Regions from separate parts of the Columba livia genome. Here region 1 is linked to region 2. Evidence: chromatin contacts called from public Hi-C data. All regions are on one chromosome and are shown on one strand. Each heading gives the region's core, a stretch centred on a gene start, on an enhancer-like site or on the middle of the called end of the contact. The rest is flanking DNA. Distances are from core to core; before and after follow the strand shown.

Evidence for each region. A called contact is a pair of places that touch in the nucleus more often than the background predicts.
Region 1: a contact with region 2 is called in a Hi-C map of crop, with 2.1 times the contacts expected there. The contact joins the promoter of UBE2B here to the promoter of DDX46 in region 2. A contact is called at or near these places in 2 of 2 Hi-C or Micro-C datasets (crop and liver).

What each region holds. Positions count from the first base shown.
Region 1 is chr14:10,287,963-10,292,128 of bColLiv1.pat.W.v2, reverse strand. UBE2B (ubiquitin conjugating enzyme E2 B) reads left to right here and starts at 2,297. Exons shown (of 6, transcript XM_065029992.1): 1 at 2,297-2,511. The coding sequence starts at 2,468.
Region 2 is chr14:10,086,776-10,091,357 of bColLiv1.pat.W.v2, reverse strand. It overlaps DDX46 (DEAD-box helicase 46), which reads left to right and starts at 3,332. Exons shown (of 24, transcript XM_065029963.1): 1 at 3,332-3,471. The coding sequence starts at 3,455. It overlaps CAMLG (calcium modulating ligand), which reads left to right. Exons shown (of 4, transcript XM_065029969.1): 4 at 624-3,168. The coding sequence ends at 815.

The DNA.
Region 1 (4,166 bases), core at 1,048-3,547, 200 kb before region 2:
ATTGGATCAATACACTAGCTGCGTCCAGCTCTGCTGCTGCGTAGATCAAATAACCCCCTGATTCTCCTCTTCACTGTGGCACTGCTTAGTGGCTCCTATATGGGAGCTGAGGATGAGCAAAGCAATCATTTTTTTGCCACATGAAGTATTGTCTCTCCTCAGCAGCTGCTGTAATGAATGAGAACAAAAACAGTTTCTAAACGGGGACTTGGCTTGTTCATTTCCCTAATTTTGGAGTCTTGGGCTTGGCTGATGTTAATATAAATAATTCTTCCCAGAGGGACACGGCAGCATGAGAGTGACCTGGAAAAAAAAAAAACAAAAAACATAGAGGTTACTGGGAGGATGGGTTATTTTAACAAACAGGAAAACAAGTAGTTTGGTTTCACTGTTACTTCTCAAGCTTCTCATCTCACAACAGGACAGTTACCTTAGAAATGCATGGGGTTTGCAAAGTGCTACACAAATGTTGTGTGTACTCGAGTATTACTACAGAATGACCGTGCTGCAAAATGCTACTTCTTTATTTAATGTAATCCCTTAACAAATATCACTTTTGAGGGAAAAAATAGGGATAAAACTGAATGTGAAACAACTTTCTGATCAGAAAGTTATTGTATATGTTTCAGTACTATTCAAGAAGTTTGTAGAAAGAAAACATTCATTCATGTTCTAGACCTTGGCAAGGGCAGAGCCTCTTATCACTACAGTTGGGAGTGATTTTTTGAAATTATCGCCAATTAACTCCATTTTAAAACCTGCACGTGCCATACAATCAACAGAGCAGAAGTTGCAATTAGTTCTTCAAAGGAAAAAAAAAAAAGGTTTCCATTTATTAATAAAACTACCAGCCACACCTATGGAACTGCCAGATAGGATTAAAAGGAAAACTTTCTGTTCAAGAACATCAACACACTGTTCCCAATGTCACTGCTGAGCTGTTGTTGAAAAAGTTCCGAAGACAGGTGGAAACAACATAGGATTTGATTTAGTTCTGGTGTGGTGCCTGCTGTTTGGGGTTTGCTTTGTGTTTATTCTCAGTGCAGGTCCTGAGCTTGGAGTCTGGGGGGCTTGAGGGGCACTTGATGTTCAAAGGGCAGAGCTGCCCCCGGGGTAGGGGGTGCTAGAGCACCTGTTAGGAGTGAAATAATGAATGTTCCTAAACTGCTGTTCATTATTTATACAGGTCCAAGCTTGCACTTGTTTTTTACAGTCTGCCTTCTCCCGTACGAATTAGCTGGAGCTAAATATAAACTGTATAAAGCCAGAGGAGCAGCAGTGGAATGTAAGATCCAAATGTCCATGTGATGGGAGGAGGAGGAAAATCCAGCAGAGAGAGTTGTTTGTTGGGAACCATTTCTGGCTAGTGTGGGGAATAATGTTTTAGTGGCTGCAGAATGACAGTTTCTTATTACATTCCCTTGCAGTATCACGCTTTACGTGAATTCCTGTGCTTATATCTCACTTTTAGCATCTGAATATTTTCACGTTGGGATAAAAAGTGTTCAGAGCATAAGACCTTGCAGGGTGAAATCCTGGTAAAAGGTAAAAACCAAGCAGCACTCGGGTCAGCTGTGTCTAAAGTAACCTGTGTCAGTGGAGCTGCTGCAGTGTGGGTTTGGCATGAACTTGGGCAAAAAGCAGCTAGGAGCTTTGTGCTAAATTAAACCCAGGATCCAAGCTTTTCAAGCACATGGAGAGCCGGGGGCAAAAGAAACAGGCAGAGGATAAAGAATGTTTATTTCTGTCACTTCATTATGAGTCTGATGATGTTTTGACCTCCTTAAAATCTTCTGAAGGAAAAGCAAGGAGGCACATGTAGTCACACAAATCCAAGTTCTGGGGCTAACGTCCAAGGCTCCACAAAAGAATTAGGTCATGACTTCAAAGAGATCTGCTCGAGTCTGTTGGAATAATAGGATTAAAAAAACAAATATTAACATCCCTGCCCTGGTTCCCTATTATTCCCCTTCAGCGCATAAGCCAAGTGGGTACAAATATTTTTGTAAAACGATTTCTCACTCCTTGTGCCATTTCAAGTTTGAGGTTGTTCAGCAGCTCCAAGTTAAAAGCAGAATGTTGCTGTTTCGCCCTTGCCAAAATCTGCTTTCTTTAAGCCCCAAACTGTAATTAAACCAAAACAAAACTGTATCTGCCACAGGGGTGATGGAGCCGGACTCACGGAGCCGGGTACGGCAGGGTCCGATACCGCAGCCTTTTTGCGGCTGGACGTGCGGGGGTACCGCGGGGAGCGCTCACGGGCCCGCGGAGCTGCGCAGGCGCCTCCCCCCACGGTGCGGTGCGGTGGGCCGGCCCGGGTTCAGCCGCCCCCCCGGAGCCCGCGACGTCGCCCGGCCCAGCGGCGCGGCCCGCCCCCCGCGGAGGGAGACGCCATTGCGGGTTGTTTGTGCAGGCGGCGGTGGAGGGAGGCGGCGCTGCGGCCGCGGACTCTTTCCCCGCGGCGATCATGTCCACCCCGGCGCGGCGCAGGCTGATGCGCGACTTCAAGAGGTGAGCAGGACCCCGGCATGGCGGAGAGCGGGGACTCCCCCTGGGGGACGGAGCCGGCGCCGGCCCGGCAGTGGGGGAAGCGTCGCTCGGCCGTGGGCCTGACCCGGCCGTTTGCGGGGCTCGGGCTCGGGCTCGGGCTCGTCCGGGCCGGGGAAGCCGTCCCCGCGGGCAGCGGCGAGGAGCTGCACGGGGGCGGCGTGTCCCGGGCCGTCCCTCCGGCCCCGCTCCTTTGTGCCGGGGGGGCTGGCACCGAGTCCCCGTTTCCCGGGTCTTCCCTCGCTGGGTGCCGCGGGACCGGAGCGCTCCGAGCCGGCGGCTTCCCCCATCGCCCTCTCGGGGAGCGGGGCTGGGAGGGGGAGCGGAGGATCCTGCCCTGCAGGGCCGGCTTTGTGCCGCCCGCCTCGCCTGTGCGTCGACGGCTGGGGGCGTCTGAGGATAAAAGTTGAAGCGGAGCCTCCAAAACAAGGGCAGGGCCCGGCCGCCCGCACAGGGAGGGCCCGGGGCCGGGGAGCCTCCCCGCGGGCGGTGGGGCGGGGGCTGCGGTGGGTGTCGGGTCAGGTGTGAGTGTCCGGGGGTGCCCTTGCCCTGGGGGGCCCGGCGGTGCGGGGCCGGGTGTTCGTGCCGTGCCCCCCGCTGCTCCCGCTCCTCGCACAAGCTTTGGCCCCGTGTTCCGAAAGGACCGGGCTCTGCTGGCGCTTGGGGCTTGCTGGGCTGACGAGCTCTGGAAACAGGCGCAATTCGGGACGGACATCGGAAAATGAAGCGCAAAGAATTAGCAAACGCTTGATTTGTCTGTATGTAATAAAAAAAGTAAGATGGCCTTTAATGTTTTTGTGCGCATGCCATTCTAAGGTTTTCAATCAAGACTCTCCTGTATAACATACACAAACAGCTGAAGATGCAGTTATTAGTTGCACTCTTTTAAATGTTAATGACCGAACCACAGACTGTAGAATAATTTATTTCCAGTCTCACATGTAAACACACTTAGAATAGTGTGGAAAAAGGTGTGGGGGTCTTTTGTAAGCTTTGCAATAATGTCGTATGATTTCCCTGGACCGGAGTCGCTCGTAAGTTGTTGGAGGTGAGTCAGCTTTGATAGTGACTCTTTTTTTAGCGTAGCTGTGTTAGACCAGTATCTGAAAATACATCAGTAAACAGTTGACGTGTGGTGTCGTTGCTTTACGTGACTGCATGTAAAACTGCAGCTGTAAAAGCCTGATTTGTGACTCTACCGAAAGCTGGAGGTTTTTGAGATGTGGAGCCTGTCTCCTCTGTTGCGTTTGGGTGGTGGCGTTTGCTGAGCAGGTGTTGCTTGACTCCTGTTCAAATCAAAGGAGGATACTCAGTCTTTTGTGTTTGGTTACACAGATGACATGAACCAGTGTTTTTCATTTTTTTTTAGGGTGAGGAACTAAGTAATTTTTCAGGATTGCAATCAGACATGTTTTTTGTGATTATATAATCTTAGAAGGACTGGTTTAATAACTTTGAAATGTAAGGTGGCGAGAAGACGTGATAGCTGTGGAAAATTATAACTAAACAAACACAAAGTAAATCAAATTTATTTATCAAATGCATGACAGCTTTAATACCCCAAAGCTTATGCAACATCTTTACATCATTTTTTTACTTTTCTCCTTTCTACCATAAGT
Region 2 (4,582 bases), core at 2,083-4,582:
TTTCAGCCACTATAATTTTTTCCTGCCTGCCAGACTTCCCATGCTTGGGATTCGTCATCTTAAGGACAGAAGAACAGCTTTCAAAAGGATTTGAGGGCATTTCTGAGTTCGGAGGATAAAACTGCCAAATAGAGTCTTCCTAAAATAGAAAGAAACAGTTGGTTTTCATTTCTAAAGAATTTTTGTGTGTTAGAAAAGTAACAGTATCCTTTGCCAAGTAGTGTGGTGAGATTAATCGTGTTCTGCCCGTGCAGATGCCTGACTTGCCGTCTTACACCCAAGTTGCCCTTGTCTGGGACTCTTCCCACTCATGCAGAAGCTGCTGCGCTTTACATCCTGCTTGGAGTGGCAGCATGTAGACATAATATCTGTGGTAAATTGTATCTGCTGTTAACTGGGCTCTCACTTGGCTCGGCCGGATCCATCACAGCATCAGTGCGTAGCTGGGATAAGTGCTATGAATCCAGAAGCCTGCCTGGAGAGAATCATTCCACATGATGAATCTGGAATGTGCCTGGCTAGGTCTGAAATGGGCACAACACCTGCATAAAGCAGAACTGAATTATAACAGAGGAACTAACTTCATACTGTTGTGTTTTGTTTGTTTTGTTTTTTTCTTTTAGAGTGAGAAGAAGGTGAAAACGACAGTACTAACTGCTGCCCTTTTACTGTCTGGAATCCCTGCAGAAGTCATTAGTCGCTCCATGGACACCTACAGCAAAATGGGAGATGTTTTCACAGACCTTTGTGTCTATTTCTTTACTTTTATCTTTTGCCATGAACTTACTTTGGTTTTTGGTTCTGAATTACCATGATGGCTGTAGAATTCAACACGATAGTTACATTAAAGCTTTCTGGACCGTATTCCTTTAATGTCTGACTGTGCAGACAGATTTAAACCTTCATTAAAATTCTTACCTGTTCAAATGCTTGAAAGGAGCCATTTTGGGAAAGGTAGAGCAGGTTCCCAGACTGCCAGTTGCATTGGTTCAGTTTATTTAAATACTGTGTCTGCCTGTTATAAATGTGAAGAATAGGATGCAAGTGTCAGTGGATTATTTATTTGGTTTAGTTAATGCTGCTCTTCTCAGCCTCCTTCATAAACATTTACAAAGCTGCCTTTGTTCTTTTCAGCGAGAACAAAGAGAATTCCTTTCAGCAGAACTATATATATATATATGTATATATTTCTCCAGTATCACTATAGCTAATAAGAACTGCTCATTTTGTGTTGTTCCCATTTTTTAAAAAAGTTCTCGATAAAAGAAATTCCTGTATTATGTTGTTCAAGTTCAGACTCTTGAACCAAGTAGCTGCTTCTGGAGAATGTTGGTGAAACAGGCCACTTGGTTGTCCTAATCCTTGCCTTGCTATACATCATTTGTTGTGATTGTGATTAATTTCATTTGATGATTATAATGCAAAACCAACAACAAAGTTCTGTTGCTTACAAATGTCATTAATCAAAAAGCAGGAAGAAACAGAATTGTTAATCTCACCTGTTTGTGGGTTTCCAGCAGCCTAGTCCTCCTGTAGCTCACACGTATGTTTTCAGTCTGATGTCTTTATTTTAACAGTTCATCTCATGAGGAGAAGCTTGTATACGTTGGCAACCAACCTGCAGCATCAGTTGGTTGCTCTAGAAAACATAAAACTGCCAAGGGAAGGAAGTACTTTGTTTTTTTTGTAGCTCCTTCCCAGATTCCATAAGACAACCTTTAATATGACACTAATTTCTGCAGATTGTTTATTACCAGATATTTGCATGTAAACAGGATCTTAATTGCGGAGGAGTTCTGCTCCTGCTGTGTAATACTACAAACCAACAGCACACAGCCTTTGGTTCAGCAGAGCTATTTACCTTTATTTTTTTGGTGTGTTTTGGAAATTAGCGCAGGGAAATCATAGTAGCCATTCCTCTTTAAATCCTAAATACTCCAAGAGACAGTGAAATAAAAACCAGTGCTTTGAGTTGACTCCCACATGAAGATCTAAGTATGAAGGGACACTAGTGCTTTGTATTTTGTTCTGTGGATGTCCAGCCACACAGGTGAAATAATGACAAATACAGATGGGTCCTGTCACTGGACACAGTAAAGTAGCAACTGCTCTAGTTTTCAATCTCATGAATTTTGCACACTGAGAGGAATGTCATTCCAAGTAGCTTAAACGATAATCTGTGAAGATTTCTATTGAAGCTAAATTTGCTGTTATTTTCAACTTGCAGTTTTCTGTTTAGAATCTGGACTTTCAGATAATCTAGGCCAATGCTTTTTTTAACATAGAGAAATACCTATTTCTGTTGGTATTTGCGGAAGTTTTTTGGGGAGCATAAACCTTTAATTATGCCTCTTTAAAGCAAATAGCCCTGCTTTCTGCTTAATCTTCTCTGTTAAAGCTTCCTGATTTAATTTTAGCACTGCATTTCTAACCCCTAAGTTAAATATATGTTTGTTGCATGAAAACAAAAAGCCTGTGTTTTGATTTGACAATTTTCTTTTTTACTGAATATTTTCGGTCTGTATCATGTTACAGTTGTCCAGGGCTGCGCTGCAGAAGATTCTGACTTAGGTCTATTAGCACAAATATTGATTCGGAAGCTTTGCATTTGTATTAGGAACTTCAGCGAATTGAAATAGCTGCCATTTAAATTAAGGTTGAGATACGTAAATGAGTTTGCTCAAAAGTTAGACTTGTTCTGACCTTATTTATATGCCCAAATGTAATACAAATAAATTGCAAAAATACTGGCTACTAACATCTGCAAAGGCAATGGTTTTTTTTAATCCTCAGTGTGAAGATTTCAATCCCAATGAGTGAAATGCTGAGAAAAGAGCTGTCCCACCTACTATGTGTTCACTCAGCCCTGCAGGGAAAGCTGAAGTGGGTTTTATTCTCAAGCAGTGACAGAAATCTTGCTGTGAGACCTGACCTGGAACTTTTCAGTCCATAAACACTTAGTTTTGTCCGACGAACTCAGAGTGAGCTGGAGGAAACCTCCCTGGAACCGGCAGGGCGCCAGGAGGGGCAGCTGCTTCCTCACCTTTGCTCAAGGAATTTGTCCCTTTTATTCCGTTTTAATCTTATTCTGTTCATGTACATAATTATATTTTAATGTTTCTTGCCAAACTGATTGTTTTCTATTAAAAGTATGTTTGTTACCCCCTTCCTTGGCGGTTTGTCCTGTCTGGGGAGGGGGTTGTAGCTCCGCACCGGGAGTCCCGCCGGGGCAGCCCGGGCGGTTGCGACGGGCGGGACTGCCCGCGCTGCCCGTTCCTGCCCGCTTTTTGCTGTTCCGGCTCTGCGTCCTCCGGCCGCCAGGGGGCGCGGCAGGCGGGCGGCGGGCCGGAAGCGGGGGGGCGGCAGCTTCCCGCCGCGCCTCTCATCGTCCCGGGCGCTGAGGCGCGGAATGGCCGCCGCCGTCTAGAGCAGGGCCCGCGCCGCCGCCGCCGCCATGGGCCGGGAGTCCAGGTGAGGGCAATGGGGCCGCTGTCGCCGGCTTGGCCCGCGCCAGGGCTGGCGGCTCCCTCGGGCGAGTGCGGGTGGCTGCGTGAGGGGGAACAAAGGGCGGCGGCGGGCACGCTGAGGGCGGCGGCGGGGCCAACACGGCAGGGCCCGGGCATGGCGCGGGGGGCGAGGAGCTCGCTCTGAGGTGGATCGGGGCTCCGGGCCGGGCTTCAGGGCCCGTTCCAGCCGCCCGGCCGAGGCGCTGTGAGGGGCTCTGCGCTGCCCGTTCCGTCCGCCGCTCGGAGAAGCCGCTGTGGCCGCGGGCCCGGAGCCGCTCGGCTTTGCGCGGGGGGACGCGGGGACCAAGCGCCTGGTTGTGGTGCGGGGCATTGGCCCCCCCGAGCCCCTCCGGGCGCTGCCTTTCGAGAATGAATAGCAACGGCATCATTAGTCGGGTAGCGTTTCTGACCTGGATTAGACGGTTTTGCTGGTTCTTTTGAAGTTTATGCAGGATCACGTGTCTCTCGTCCTCTCGTAGCTTGTACAAACACCTGGTGAGGTGCTGTAATTAACTCAGCAGTAACGGGATCGTGCACTTTTGTGTGTTTCGGGTTAAGCCCGTGCTGCCAGATGATTTGGAGCTGCTCACATCTATCAGGCTTTAAATCAACTCCGTAGTTTACAAGTGCAGTTGTGGCATATGTCTCTATTTCCTAATTTAACTATCAGCTTTTAACTCTGCAGCTGTGACAGAATAGTCCCTGCTTGCAGTTGTCCCCACACTGTAACAGCCTCCTTAGATCCATAACTGAGATTTATACTGAGAGGGGCAGATGAGCTGAAATTTTAATAACTGCCTTAGGTTCAACTTCATGATTCGGTGAAGAGCTGGGCCTCCCCATAGATATGTCTAAATTAGTTTTGAACTAGCTAGCGAATTAATTGTTGCCAGCAGGACACCACTAGAGACTCAGGCTGCAAAATCTCCTGGGAACTGAATGCCAAAGTGCTGGCACTCCAGTGAGCAGGACTCCCTTGTTTATCACAGTTCGGCCACTCTTCTGATAAATACAAGGTTTTTTCTGTTTGGGCTAAAAATAATGTAAGAAGTGGGTTTCAACTTGTATTAATTTTC